Regions from separate parts of the Zea mays genome. Here region 2 is linked to region 1. Evidence: chromatin contacts called from public Hi-C data. All regions are on one chromosome and are shown on one strand. Each heading gives the region's core, a stretch centred on a gene start, on an enhancer-like site or on the middle of the called end of the contact. The rest is flanking DNA. Distances are from core to core; before and after follow the strand shown.

Evidence for each region. A called contact is a pair of places that touch in the nucleus more often than the background predicts.
Region 2: a Hi-C map of ear shows a contact between it and region 1, with 2.5 times the contacts expected there. The contact joins the promoter of LOC100279550 here to the promoter of LOC100275140 in region 1. A contact is called at or near these places in 2 of 25 Hi-C or Micro-C datasets (ear and tassel).

What each region holds. Positions count from the first base shown.
Region 1 is chr4:82,865,759-82,872,705 of Zm-B73-REFERENCE-NAM-5.0, reverse strand. LOC100275140 reads left to right here and starts at 2,650. Exons shown (of 3, transcript NM_001150506.2): 1 at 2,650-3,033; 2 at 4,140-4,377; 3 at 5,880-6,270. The coding sequence starts at 2,743. The coding sequence ends at 6,019.
Region 2 is chr4:83,092,418-83,099,364 of Zm-B73-REFERENCE-NAM-5.0, reverse strand. LOC100279550 reads right to left here and starts at 3,269. Exons shown (of 6, transcript NM_001321010.1): 1 at 2,221-3,269; 2 at 1,964-2,040; 3 at 1,186-1,234; 4 at 872-1,112. The coding sequence starts at 3,064.

The DNA.
Region 1 (6,947 bases), core at 1,401-3,900:
TGGCGCTCTTCAATCCTTGCACCTTGTTATACTCCTCTCGACTTAGAGAGGTGAGGAGTATAGTGGTGGCTTGGGAGTTGAAGTGCACGATTTGGGCCACCTCGTCCTCATCATAATCTTCATCCCCTAGGGATGGTACCTGTACACCAAACTCAACAACATCCCATATGCTTTTGTGGAGTGAGGTTAGGTGATATCTCATCATATCACTCCACCTAGAATAATCTTCACCGTCAAATGTTGGTGGTTTGCCTAATGGGACGGAAAGTAATGGAGTATGCTTAGGAATGCGAGGATAGCATAGGGGGATCTTACTATACTTCTTGCGCCCTTAGCGTTTAGAAGTGACGGACGCGGTGTCGGATCTGGATGTAGAGGGCGAGGAAGAGTCGGTCTCGTAGTAGACCACTTTCTTCATCTTCTTCTTCTCGCCACTCTTGTGCGATCGAATGCGTGAAGGGGATCCATCCTTCTTGTTGTTGGTGAACTCCCTCGATGGAGCCTTTCCGTGGCTTGTAGCGATATTCTCACCACCGATCACCATCTTCTTGGCGTGATCTCCCGACATCACTTCGAGCAGTTAAGCTCTAATGAAGCACCGGGCTTTGATACCAATTGAAAGTCGCCTAGAGGGGGAGGTGAATAGGGCGAATCCGAAATTTATAAACTTAAGTACAACTACAAGCCGGGTTAGAGTCCGAGAGAGAGGGTGAAAAACAAATCGCAAGCAAATAAAGAGTGTGACACAAGGATTTGTTTTACCGAGGTTCGGTTCTTGCAAACCTACTCCCCGTTGAGGTGGTCACAAAGACCGGGTCTCTTTCAACCCTTTCCCTCTCTCAAACGGTCACTTAGACCGAGTGAGCTTCTCTTCTCAATCAAACGGGACACAAAGTCCCCGCAAGGACCACCACACAATTGGTGTCTTTTGCCTCGGTTACAATTGAGTTGATCACAAGAAGGAATGAGAAAAAGAAGCAATCCAAACGCAAGAGCTCAAATGAACACAATTCACTCTCTCACAAGTCACTATTTGATTTGGAATGAACTAAGGACTTGGGGGAGGATTTGATCTCTTTTGTGTATCTTGTATTGAATGCTATAGCTCTTGTAAGGTGTGGGAAGTCAGAAAACTTGGATGCCATGAATGGGGGGTGGTTGGGGGTATTTGTAGCCCCAACCACCAAACTAGCCGTTTGGTGAAGGCTGCTGTCGCATGGCGCACCGGACAGTCTGGTGCGCCACCGGATACTGTCCGGTGCGCCTGCCACGTCACCAAACCATTGGATTTCGACCGTTGGAGCTTCTGTCTTCTGGGCCACCGGACAGTCCGGTGGTGCACCGGACAAGCACTGTTCAGTGTCCGGTGCGCCATCTGGCTCTGCTCTGACTCTGGCGCGCACTATAGCGCATTTAATGCTCTCTGCAGACGACCGTTGGCGCGAAGTAGCCGTTGCTCCGCTGGCACACCGGACAGTCCGGTGCGCCACCGGACAGTCCGGTGAATTATAGCGGAGTGGCCTCCAGAATTCCCGAAGGTGAGCAGTTCGGAGTTGAAATTCCTGGTGCACCAAACACTGTCCGGTGGCACACCGGACAGTCCAGTGCGCCAGACCAGGGCACACTTCGGCTGACTTTAGCTTTCTATATTTAAATCCTTTTTCGGTCTTTTTATTGGTTTGTTGTGGACCTTTGGCACCTGTAGAACTCATAACTTAGAGCAAACTAGTTAGTTCAATTATTTGTGTTGGACAATTCAACCACCAAAATCAATTAGAAAAAGTGGAAGCTATTTCTCTTTCAATAACAAAACCCTCAAAACACCCATGCATTTAGGGTCCTATCAATCTCTGATTTGAGTTGACAAATGGGCGAATTGGAAGATGCCAGTATTGCTTGAGTCGATACTTGAGAGCTACAACGTCGCCGTCACCAAATTCAAAGATGTTCACTACCACATACTTCGGGACACGTAGTTTCTGCCAAATAATTCTACTTAGCCTGATCCAAGTGAGAGTGTAGCAATGACTCTAGATGATAGATAGAGCTACACCCTTCGATGTACTATTAGTTATTATTTAGAACAGCGACAGAGTCTCTAAAATATAATTTTGACCAATATTTTTTTAAATACAAATAAACTTTTAATACATTGATGTTTTTATAAAAGTACATGTTAAGATAAATCGGTGCATATAAACATTATATTTCAAAACTACATAATAAAATGGTTATTTATAGTCAAAATTTTATAAATTTAACTTAAAATTTGTCCAAAACGACGACTAACAGGATACGTGAAGAAGTAGTTGCTATTGATAGAAACTCAGCTGAATTTAACTAATTAGTCAGATAAACAACTAGTTAGATATTTAGTTAAAAATTCGTTAACTTATTAGCTTTCTTATTTTAGCAGTAATTAGTTCCGGTAACTAGTAATTAGTTCCGGTAACTGGCCCTGGACACCCAAGTACCCAACACCCAATAGTACTCCAAGGCTCGAATGGTCGATGGAGAGTGAATTCGTGGTGCTCGCGGAGGTCGGCCCACGGGATACATCCCTCACCTACGTGGCGATGATCGCGCTACTCCAGCCGCCACGTGTCCCCGAACCCCTCGTTAAATCCAGCACAGCGCATATCCCCATCCGTTCCTGTTCCCCTCGGCGACGCCAGTACGGCAGTACGCCACGCCAGTGCCCAGTTGCATTGACTCCTCCCCGGTCCCCACATCTTGCCGCCAATGGATGTCGACGGGCCCGCCCCCGCCGACGCCTCTGCCAGGCCCGCCACCAACGGCGAGGCCCCCTCCGGCGCCCGCGAGGTCGACGTCGGCGAGGAGGACACGCTCGCCGGCGTCCTCCGCAGCTTCGTCGACGGCGTCTGGTACCCGGACGAGCCTCTGCTCCGGCGGCTCCGGGCGGCGTCCTGCGACGCCGCGCCGCGCCTGAGGGGGGCGTCCCGGAACTCCGCGCGGGACCTGCTTGAGTGGACCAGGCGGGGCAGCGGCCTCCGCGCCATCCTCGTCATCTCGGTGGGCGCGCGCCTCCTTGATCCGTCACATGAGCATGGGTTTTCTTGCCCTGTTTACTAAATCTGGCTCTATCTTCTTTAGTTTATTTTCTGTAGGTGATTGCGTAGCGGTTAACTGTGCCATGGTCACTATTGCAATGTTGGTTTAGATTTGTGCTTTTTAGATCTCAGGGGCAAGGATGAAAGTGGGTATCCGAATTGTTAGACAAATTTAATATTTTAAAATAGATAGGTATGGAATTTTATGTTAATCTTTTTTTATGTTATCAAGCATATTATTACAGATAAGAATAAAATTTTGTATAAATTGTTTTATGTATTATTTGCTCCTCACAACCGAAAAGGTGAAAAAATATCTGAATTTGTATCGGAATTTTATATCTTTCATTTGAGAAGATATAAATTTGAGGTTTAAATTTTATGAATCTTTACAAGCTCATAGCTAAAAAACGATAATACCATTTTGCATAGCAGATTTTATATACTATTTATTCGCAATCAAAGAAAAAAGAAAAAAGGTTGATATTTATCCGTTCCATCCCTATCAGGGCCATATATGATTACGAATCTGTTGGGGAAAGTGAAGAATGTTTGCGAATCTGTTGGGGGAAGTGAAGAATAGGCTGAATTGTAATCCCTCTGTCCTGAAACCTAATAGATTTAGGTTTTCTCTAAACCAAACAACCATAAGTTTAACTAAATTAACAATTACAAAATAAGTATTAACATCTACGACCTCAAATAGGTAAACTATAAAAATAGATTTCATATTCCTTCTAAAAATTAGATTTCATAGGGTAGCAGTGTTTTTAATAGTACTCATTTAATAACGTTGTTTCTAAAAAACTTATCTGACTTAGGTTAGTTTGACTTTAGACAACTCAAAATTAACTGCATTTGAAGTCGAAGGGAGCATGTTGTAAGCAGAAACGAAAACATGGTGAATTACTTCTGCTAGCAATAGAACATGGTAGATTGCTTTTGCGTGTAGTTTTGATCCCATAAACTCTTACATGATACCTCGTTTTTTTATGGCATCCATTTTAAAAATTCTTGAAAATTGACAGTAAACAATTTTTCTAATTTTATCTTTGTTTGATCTGGCAGGTCGGGACAATCACGCTTATAGCATTGACTGGCCTTCTGACCTTCATGTTCTTCCTATTGGTTGCCACTGCTAATGCGATCATTGTCTCAGTCTTGATGTCACTGGCCGCTGCCGGAGGATTCTTGGCCATCTTCTTTGCTTGCTTGGTTGCAGTGTATATTGGAGCAGTATCAGTTGCTATCTTTGTCATTTCTGCGACTGTTATCTCAGCAGTTGTTGGAATTTTGGTTGCTACCGGTAAATCTTTTCTATTCCCCTCTAGAAGTCTGTAGTGCTGTTGATATGTTAATATGCAACCTTGAGGTATAATATAATCCTTAAAGACTACCTGAATCTCCAACATTATAGAAGGTGTTATGCACTTATGCGTCTGAAGTTAATTTAGTCAATGTTACTATGATGAAACTGTAACAAAAGTTTCTTTTTTTTTTGAACTGAATCATCTCAACCCGTACACTTTCCTGTGCAATGAAGTTAGATCGGAAATCAGAAAAAATAGTAGTGCTTAGTGCTTACTTCCCATATGGTGCCTACATTCTCACCTGAGCATCAGACTCAGAATAGCGTCATGCACTAAATTGTTTAAGAACAATTCAGAATCAAATGAGTTGTCCATTGCCATTGGTTATATGCTTAACAGTAAATTGTCAATAGTCACGAGCTCTTTTGTCTTAATATTTTAATATCTTTTACTAACAATGATGATTGATGAATAACAATGGAAGAATTAAGAAGTTATTGCGCTATATGGTTTCAGTAACAGTGACTATGCTTCCTAATCCGTTAGCACGATCACGTCTGTGCTATGTAATTTTGGTGATTCATTATAAATTGTGCTTGTTTTCTTTGATATTGTGGTCGCTACTAATTAGGAGAACCATGTAGAGGCAGCTATACATTGAAACTTTGGTGAATTCTTAATACCGTTTCTGGTTTTCTCTGACATTCTGTTTTTCTGTAATTACGAGAACCATGCAGTGGCATGTAAAATAGTTCGTAAAACCTTGAGAAATCTCATTACGTTTCGTTCAAGAAACAAGTGTTAACTGTTAAGTAGAACTTTTGAGTTGAAGAGATTCCACTGCAAAATGGAAATCGTTACATTATGTTCCTCCTTCAGTGCTAGGTCAGCATCTAAGATGTGATGAAAAGTATGAACTTGCAAAACTAAAAAAAATTCGAAGGTGTTATCAGGAAAAACTATGAATGCAACAGCTAACTTTTTAAAATATGTAGGTGAGCTCCATTTACTGCACATATCAAATTGACTTTCCAATTTTCACCTTGTCCTTCCCAAGGAAAGAGTTTCATTTCTTGTAAATCATTTCCTCCACAGGATTTCCTGAAAGGCTACATCGAATTGACAGTCTAGTACCTCCTCTTGTCAGTTTCACCTTTTTTACTTTAGGAGAGTAATAAGTAGTCACCACTCACCACAGCACCTTCTCCAAAAATTAGTGGAGAATAAGTAGACATCAAACTAGATCGCCCGAATAAAATGGCATAGCTTTAACAAAAAATAGCTGCAGATACGATTCTCTTGAGAAAATGAAGGGATATTATGATGCCCAATATCTAGAAAGGTAAGCATGGAAAATCTGTTTTTGACAAAGCAGTTTCCTTGCGGCAAGAATAATCTTTTTGAGATTTGTTGGGGGGAAAAGCATATCTTTGCCTTCTGTGTCTTGAGGACCTGCTTGTATCACGTGTGCATTTTGTGCTAACGCATCCTGCTGCAGGTTGGGTTGGGTTCTTCTGGATTATCTGGTTCACCGCAAGGAAGAGCATGGTCCTGACGAAGCACTCCTTCGGCATGACGAGCTCGGCAATCCAATCGTATTCCGCGTCCCGGCAAGTGAAGCAGAAGCCTGTCGACTGAGGCTAGTTGGTTGCGTCCTGTATGAAGCGGATATATCTATCTATGTGAATCACGGTTTTGCTGTTTGTTTGTTTGTAAGAGTGTAGAAGACAGCTTGCTTGTTGCGGCAGCTCTGTTTCTCTCGGTGACTAGGTGTATAATGCTAGCTCTGAACTTTGGCAGCATGTACGTTCGGCATGGCGGTCAATGCTGTTATTTAAAGGATAGTGAGCAGATGTTAATGTTTATAGCAAATAAAAGCATGTTAATGTTTATTAAATTTATCTTGAATGAACTTATTATTTCTTTATTATTTAGGCCTTGTGACTGTTTCAGCTCTAGAAAAAATTTAGCGGGGTTGATAGAGTATGTTATTAGATATTCTAGAAAAATAGTGGAGATGTAGTTGTGAACCATTGGAATGGATTTAAATAAGTTATTTTATTTATTATTTATATTTTAAAATGTTTTTAAACTATTTAGGCATCATTATTGTTTTAGTTTGGCATCATTATTGTTTTAGCTTGGTTGAAAATAAGCTCAGCCAGCATCACTATTGTTTGTCTGGTTGAAAATGAATTTTGAGTGTTGTTGAGGTCCATAGACGCTGTAATATAAATCAACACGTTATTTATCGTTGTTGTTCAATAACCTAATTCGTTTTAACCTGTATAGCTTCTTCAGTGGAGCGAGTTTTTGAGATATTGCTCTCCTCGTCATCGTTATATCGATGTCAGAGATGTAGGAGCCTAAGACCGTGTAGCATCCATGATTCTTTTGTCTAAAACCCCAACTCACATTAGATAGTTGTTTCTTATACCTCTAGGTATAAGAACACCCTCTCTATTATATAATAAGGGATAAACTTAGGGTTACTATACGCGAAAGAACAGAAGAACATAAAACTGAAACAGACATGGTAATATTTGTAAACCTGTCAAACAGGCAA
Region 2 (6,947 bases), core at 2,020-4,519, 230 kb before region 1:
TTAAGGCAAGTAATAGGCGACGACCCGTGCGATTGACGAAGACTGTCTTTGCACACATGCATACATACCCCGATCGACCACTAATATGCTTGTGTCCAGAAATATCCTGGTCTCGGCGAGGAGCTTTTATGTGGGGCGGATTATTATTGTGGACAAATTCACCTGACTTTATCAGGCAAGTTAACAGCAAATATCACCGACTGGAACTGTAAAGGCTCACATGCATGAAAGACACGCAGGAGCTTAAGATCAGGAGAGAGAGAGAGAGAGAGAGAGAGAGAGAGAGAGAGAGAGGAGCAGTACATTTTTTATTTCCCTCCTATTTTCTACTCAACGCAGGTTATTGTAATAAGGAATAAGAACATAACATTGTACTTGTATTTGCTGCAAGTCAATTTTTCGTATAACTTGGGAGCAATGTGAGAGCACACATACTGCAGTAGCTATAGCAACAAGACGCAGAACAGGGTTCTTGACAAGTTGACATCACATTTCTAGCTAGCAAGGTTGATTCACGCAAAGTTGTGATGAGAGGTCAAAGTCCTCCCCTGCATAATATAGCAGCCGCAGGCCGCAGCGACGCAGAGTGATAAGGAGAAAAAAAAAGAAGCAAAAGCAGCAGCCTCTCCTAGGGAGGAAGCGAGACAAGAGGACAAGATAGGCCAAATCCCAAGATGTTATACAGTACAGTATACCAGCAGCTCAGGATCCCTTGTTGTGTAGGGCCTAACATCGTTTTAGCTCTAGCTAGCTAGCTAGCTAGCTAGCTAATCTTCTCATCAGATTATTATTACTGCTGGATTATCTTTTTTGCTTGCTGAAAACTACTAGTAGTGCTAGCTAGAGCTAAAAAAAGACACGTGACACGTACCTTGACGACGAAGCACTGCGCGCCCTGCCGCAGTCGGAATCGTCGGCCGAGGAGGAGCATTCGACGTCGTCGCCGCCCGCGAGGCTCGCCGCGCCCTCCGAGGAGGCAGCCGACCGGTGTCTGGTGAACGCCTGCGGGCTGCTGCCGTCCCGTCGTCCAGCTGGCGACGACGACGACGACTGAGCCCGCCGGGCACTCGGGAGATCATCGTCGTCGCCGCCACCGTCCACAGGCGGCCCGCCTAATCGTCAAGAATGAAATCACATTTAAACTTGGAGAGGGTTTGAGAGAGCACATATGACAGTCTTGTTTACCCGATGAGGTCGTTGCAGGCTTGTCAGTGCTCTTCACGGTCCTGTACATCTGCAAAAGGAGCAGCAAGAAAAAAAAGAATGACCAAGAAAGCAAAGCTGCGGACACAGTTTCTGCTCGCATCGGGAGGGAGGGAGGGAGGAGATCGTGTGGGGCGGGGGGAGAAAGGGAAATCGCACACAAAACGGAGCACCCGGCCGGCCAGAACTGTCCAAAGGAAATCGCAATGGGGTGGGCCGGCTCTTCTCTGACTCTGATGATCTCGTCGTCCGTGCGTGCCCATGTTGCGCTCACTTCACTGCTAGCTAGCTTTGGAGGTTGGGCGCGGCTTGCAGGACCAGACACACGTTGCATTATTGTGCAATGATGATGGCACCTTTTCTTGCACACACACGCACCCACACATCCAATCTCCCTCACTATCTAGCTAGTAGGAGCAGCAGAAGTAGATGATCTCTCTCTCTCTAGCCGCTCTAGCTATGCTAATCTAGTACTAGTAGCTCCCCCTCTCCTCTCTCTCTCTAGGGATGGCAGTTTCTTGGCTAGGGTCTGCACAGAACAATATCTCTGTCGACTTTCTCTCTCATTCAGCAGCTTCACTCACTGAACACATCGTCTGTCGGAGTCTGTGCCCTCATCAAGATTTGACCTCTCCTTGTACATGAGTCCGCCCAAACAAAGGAAGAAGAAGAGGAGATGCACGAAGAACACAGAATAATTAAAGAACCGCACGGTAGACAGAGTAAAAGAACGAAGGGCTCGGCCGGAACGGAACTCAACCTGCAAGTGGCTCTTCACATGCGCTAGCGTCAGATCCTTGACGTCCATCAGCTCGAGCACCGACTTGGGCGTCGCCCCTGTTTGTGTGCCGAGAGAGGCCGGCCGGGGAGAGAGAGAAGGGGAGATTAATCATATCCCGCATGAAATGATTCTGGCAGATCTACATGAAATGCACTGTTTTTTTTGGGGTCTAGAGCTGAGCATGGATATCGATGGATGGATGGAAGGGTAGCAGCAGGTTATTAATAACGACTCACGCTCGTGGCCGCCGAGGAGCTCGACGGCGTGGACGAAACGCGCGTGCAGGCTGCTGGTCCACCGCATCCGCGGTGCGCGCATGCCGCGCCTGGAGGCCAGGAACCTCGGCATATAGCGGGCCGCGGCGAGGCTGTCCAAGTGCTGCTGCTGGTGGTGGTGTCCGCCGTAGCCCCGGAGCGTGTCGGCGAGCACGCCCTGGAGGCGGAGCCTGCTGGTGCTCGACAGCATCCGGTGGTACGCGGACGGCGAGAGGTACGAGGACTCCGCGGGGGGAGCCACGGCGGGAGACGTCGTCGTCGTCGTCGAGCGCAGGGACGAGGGCCGCGACGAGGAGTGACAGGGACGATTGTATAGCCCGGCCGCCTTTGGGTGGTGGCCCTGGCGGTGGTACTCACCGGCACCGGCGCCTAGAAATGGACGACGGGCAGCCCGCGAGCTGCTGTAGACGGGCACGCCTTCGATTGGCCTCGCCCGCGCCGCCTCGTCCTCCGCTCCCGCCGCGGCGTCGAACGAAATAAGCCGGGGTACGGTCACTGGCACGAACGTCGTTGCATCCGCGGTGGAGGAGTAGTGATTCGGCGCTGCCGGCCGGAGCCGACGGCACGGAAGGACATCCCCGGCAGCCACGTCCTGCTGCCACAGCGGCGGCGAGAGCGACAGCTCGGTCGACGCCGTGGATCCGTTCAGTCGACGCCATGGGTCCGCTCCGGCCGGCGGCTGCGCACCTCGCCCAATCCCTCCCCCGCCGCCCAGCTCCGGGGCGGGCGATGCCGACCCGGCGGCGCTGCTCGGCAGGCTGATGTGCAGCGAAAGGTCCAGCGCCGACACTGCCCGCGCCTCCATAGGTGCCGCGCGTGCGCCGCCGCCCTCCCTCCGCTGCAGCTAGCAGCTGTCGTTGGCGTAAGGATATATGAGATCGGATGATGAAGGCAGTGATGGTTGGAGTTCTTATTGGGACCTGCTGGGGATGATGCTTTTTTGCTTGTGCTTATGTGTGTGTTTGTGTGTGGTGATGATTTTTCTGTGACTTGCTATCGCAGTAGCTAGCTAGCTACAGCCATTGCTTCCTCTCCCTTCTCTTGGCCCGTCACTATTGCTCTTGAGATGTCCACGGAGATGAGGTATTAAGGAAGCCGAGATCGAATGCAGTTGGTTTCTTGTGTTGTCAACTAGCTAATCTTGGACTCTTGGTTAGGTTACGGTATTAAAAGGCAAGAGATATTATGAGAAAAAGACTGATCAGACGAGTATAAATACACAGAATGGGGGATATGCATGGGAGAGAACATGTCTACAGATGAGAGGCCAGGGGTCGCTTTTGTCGAGTCTCGCTTCGGACTAATGCCAGCTGTTTAGACTGCTTTAGCTCTAATCTATAAAGACAAAACACTATAAAAATAGTAGAAACCAGTATAGATTAAAACTAAACGAACAGTCAAAATTCATCAGAACTAGTCGTCGTCCCGTCAAAAATACTCCCATAACATCACTAGGCTTACAGTTCTTAAGTGACGAAACAAAATCCTAGCCTTACCATCGGGGGAACGTACACCGTTGAGAGTCAATACAATTAAACTGGAACTGTTAGTGTTAAACTATTGCAACCAATTTAGAACAAAGAAGTCATATTAATAGGCGCGAATAAAGATAGTCCACTCAGAAGAAACTAACGGCTTGGAAAAGAACTAAAAACTATACATAAATTCGATTCTGAAAACCCTAACTAAGGGTGTGTTTGGTTTGGCTTTTGGCTTTGGCTTTTGCCCCCTAAAAGTCAAAAGCCAACCAAAGGGCTGGATCCAGGAAGCAGCTTTTTCTAAAAGCCGACTTTCTCGTAGTGCAAAACTGAAAGCACCCCTGGACCTGCTTTTAGTGGCTTTTGGATGCAACTGTGAAAACATATATCGAAGAACTTTTAACGACTTTTAGTGGTTTCCACCAAACGATTTTTAGCTTTTTAACAGCACACAGCCTACAGCAGCTTTTTCCACAGCTCACAGCCCACAGCAACTTTTTCCACAGCCACAGCCCAACCAAACAGACCCTAAACTTTGCCAAGGCCACAGTTTGGGCACGTCCATGCATGAATGATGATCTCCTTCCTTTGTTATGCAGCAGAGACCACTATCGAAACTTTTACATCGCCCTAAAAGTTAGTTGTAAATAATTAGAGCTAATATTTAGTGGCTAAATTAGCTAGAGACATCAAACACCCCAGCTATAGTTTAACTATTAGCTATTTTAGTAGCCTACCCCAAGCATTGGCAGACTGGACAAATTAGAAAATGGGTTGCTGAGATGAATGAGTTTGTCATAAAGTTTATGCATCGTTCATCCTTCTAGTCTCAAGCATTGGCAGACTTCATCGCTGATTGGACATCAAGCCCACAATAACTATCAAACACATGTTGTTAGCCACTTGTTGTCAAATGCTATGAGTTGAAAACAAGGAAACACAAATGTTAATGGTTAAAGACATTTGTCCTTCGAAGCATTATTTCCTTTAGAATATAATGATCTTTAGACGAAAGTTACGAAGGACATACTTTCATAATTTCAATATGTAAGAATAAAAACAGGAACATATGAAACATAGAAAGAGCATGAATAATTATCTTAAATTATTAGATTATTCATATTATATAATTATGAACGAACATTGATGATATTAAATTACATTTGTACCTTCGGCTTGACAGAAGGTAAAAGTCCAGAGTGACGTGCAAGCGATTACAAGTCAGCGTGAACAGTACGGTGTTACTGTTCATCTATTTATAGGCACAGGACGCAGCCTGGGCAAATTACATTCATGTCCTTGACATTTACTATTAGCTAGAAGGTAAGCTGTCGAGGACTAAGCAGTCTTTTCCCCTTTAGGTCGGTTTCATTCTGCACCATCATCGTCCTTGTGCTAAGCCGAAGCTTCTCCGTCATAACTTCGGAACTGGTTCATCCTTCTTCCAGATCGCGCCTTTCATGCCATGTACACCTTCATCTTAAAGTCGAAGCCTCCTTTGACAGTATACTATACTGGAAGACATGTTAGTCGTGTTTTTGAGGACCTTCGAAAGATGAAGGCCCCCAACAGTAGCCCCTCGTAGTGTTAATTTGTTGTTTAACAAAATTCAGACTGCAACGTGAACGAAGGCCTTTAGCCGAAGGTACGAAAAAACACCTTCCCTTCGCTAGAATAGCGAAAGTCAATGACAAATGGGGCCCGCCAAGTTGCAATGCACTAGGCATATAAATAGAGACCCACAACGACAACATCTGTTATGCCATTTCAATTGCTCGTGTTGTTTTCTCAAATTTTAATTTTCTTGCTATTAGCTCTCGCTTGATTTGCGAGTACACAAGTGCTTGTTAAATGTCTGAAGAGAAGATGTCTGAGGAGAAGAAGGTTGTGGACCCTGCTCTAGCTAGGTTTTACGAAACTATGGAAAAAACAAACACAAAGAAGATTACAAACGAAATAATGGCTGATTTGTCTGAAGATTCTGACGATAGTGATGACTATGATGTGGAAAGTGGGAATGAAGATGCTGAAGATCGGCCCTGGCGGCCAAGTCATACTATCTTCGGAAAGTCGTCTATCAAACAAAGTCAAATTTATGCCATGAAGGGAAGAATTTTCGTGATATGTCTATTGTAAGAGTTGGGGGACAGCGTCGCCCCTGCACCCGAAGAAGATGAAGTTGTTGTTTACAGAAGCTTTATGAAGGCATGTCTTCGATTTCCATTAAGCAGATTTTTGGTTGAAGTTTTGAAGACATTTGAAATCTTTCTTCATCAAATCACTCCTGAAGCTATAATCAGAATGGGTATTTTTGTTTGGGCCGTGAGAAGCCAAGGGCTGGAACCGAGCGCGAAATGCTTCTGCAACATGCACAAACTATTGTACGAGACGAAGGGCACTGGCAAAGAGCAATATCACAATAACTTCAGTTGTTACGGCTTCGTTCCTCGTGCCGATGTAAGTTATCCCGTCCCAACATTTCGAAAAAGGTGGCCCAGGGCTTGGATGGAGGAATGGTTTTATGTCAAGAACAATTTGATTGAAAGGGAAGACATAAAGGGGATTATCCAACACCCCATCTGGTCTCGCTTCGGCCTCCGAAGGCCGACTACTATGCTCAAGAAGGATACCGAAGCATGCCAGAAGGCTTTCAATAATGTTTGTGCCTTTATTGGCACAAGAGACCCGGTTCAGGAACACATAGCCTATAGGATATGGCCACTTGTGGATAAGTGGGAGATGCCGAAGGAGACTGCTGCCGGGTCCAGTCAAGGTGGTTTGGTTTACTTGAAATATACCTTCAGGTACAGAGACCGGTTTGACGAACCAAACGACGAGTGGCTGAAATGTGTTGAGGCTACTAGCGACGAGTTACTTGGGGCATACACTAGAGCCGAAGATGATGCTTTGACCTCAGCCTTCGGAGGTCAAGGCAAGAAAAGGTTGAACAAAGTTTTTGATGTGATTGGTTTCATCTACCCTCATTATTGCTATCCCTCGCGAAAGCAAGGAAAAAAGAGGAAAATTGCCGCTTCGACCATCTCTACTGTGCCGAAGGGCAAAAAGATCAAGGTTTTGATGCATCCACCGAGATACATTGAGACGGCCATAGTGCCAAAATTTGATGAAGGAGCATCTTCCACTGTCGAAGCGGAACAAGCTGCTCCTACCGTTCGAAGTGCCGAAGAATCGGCAGCAGTACCGAAGGTT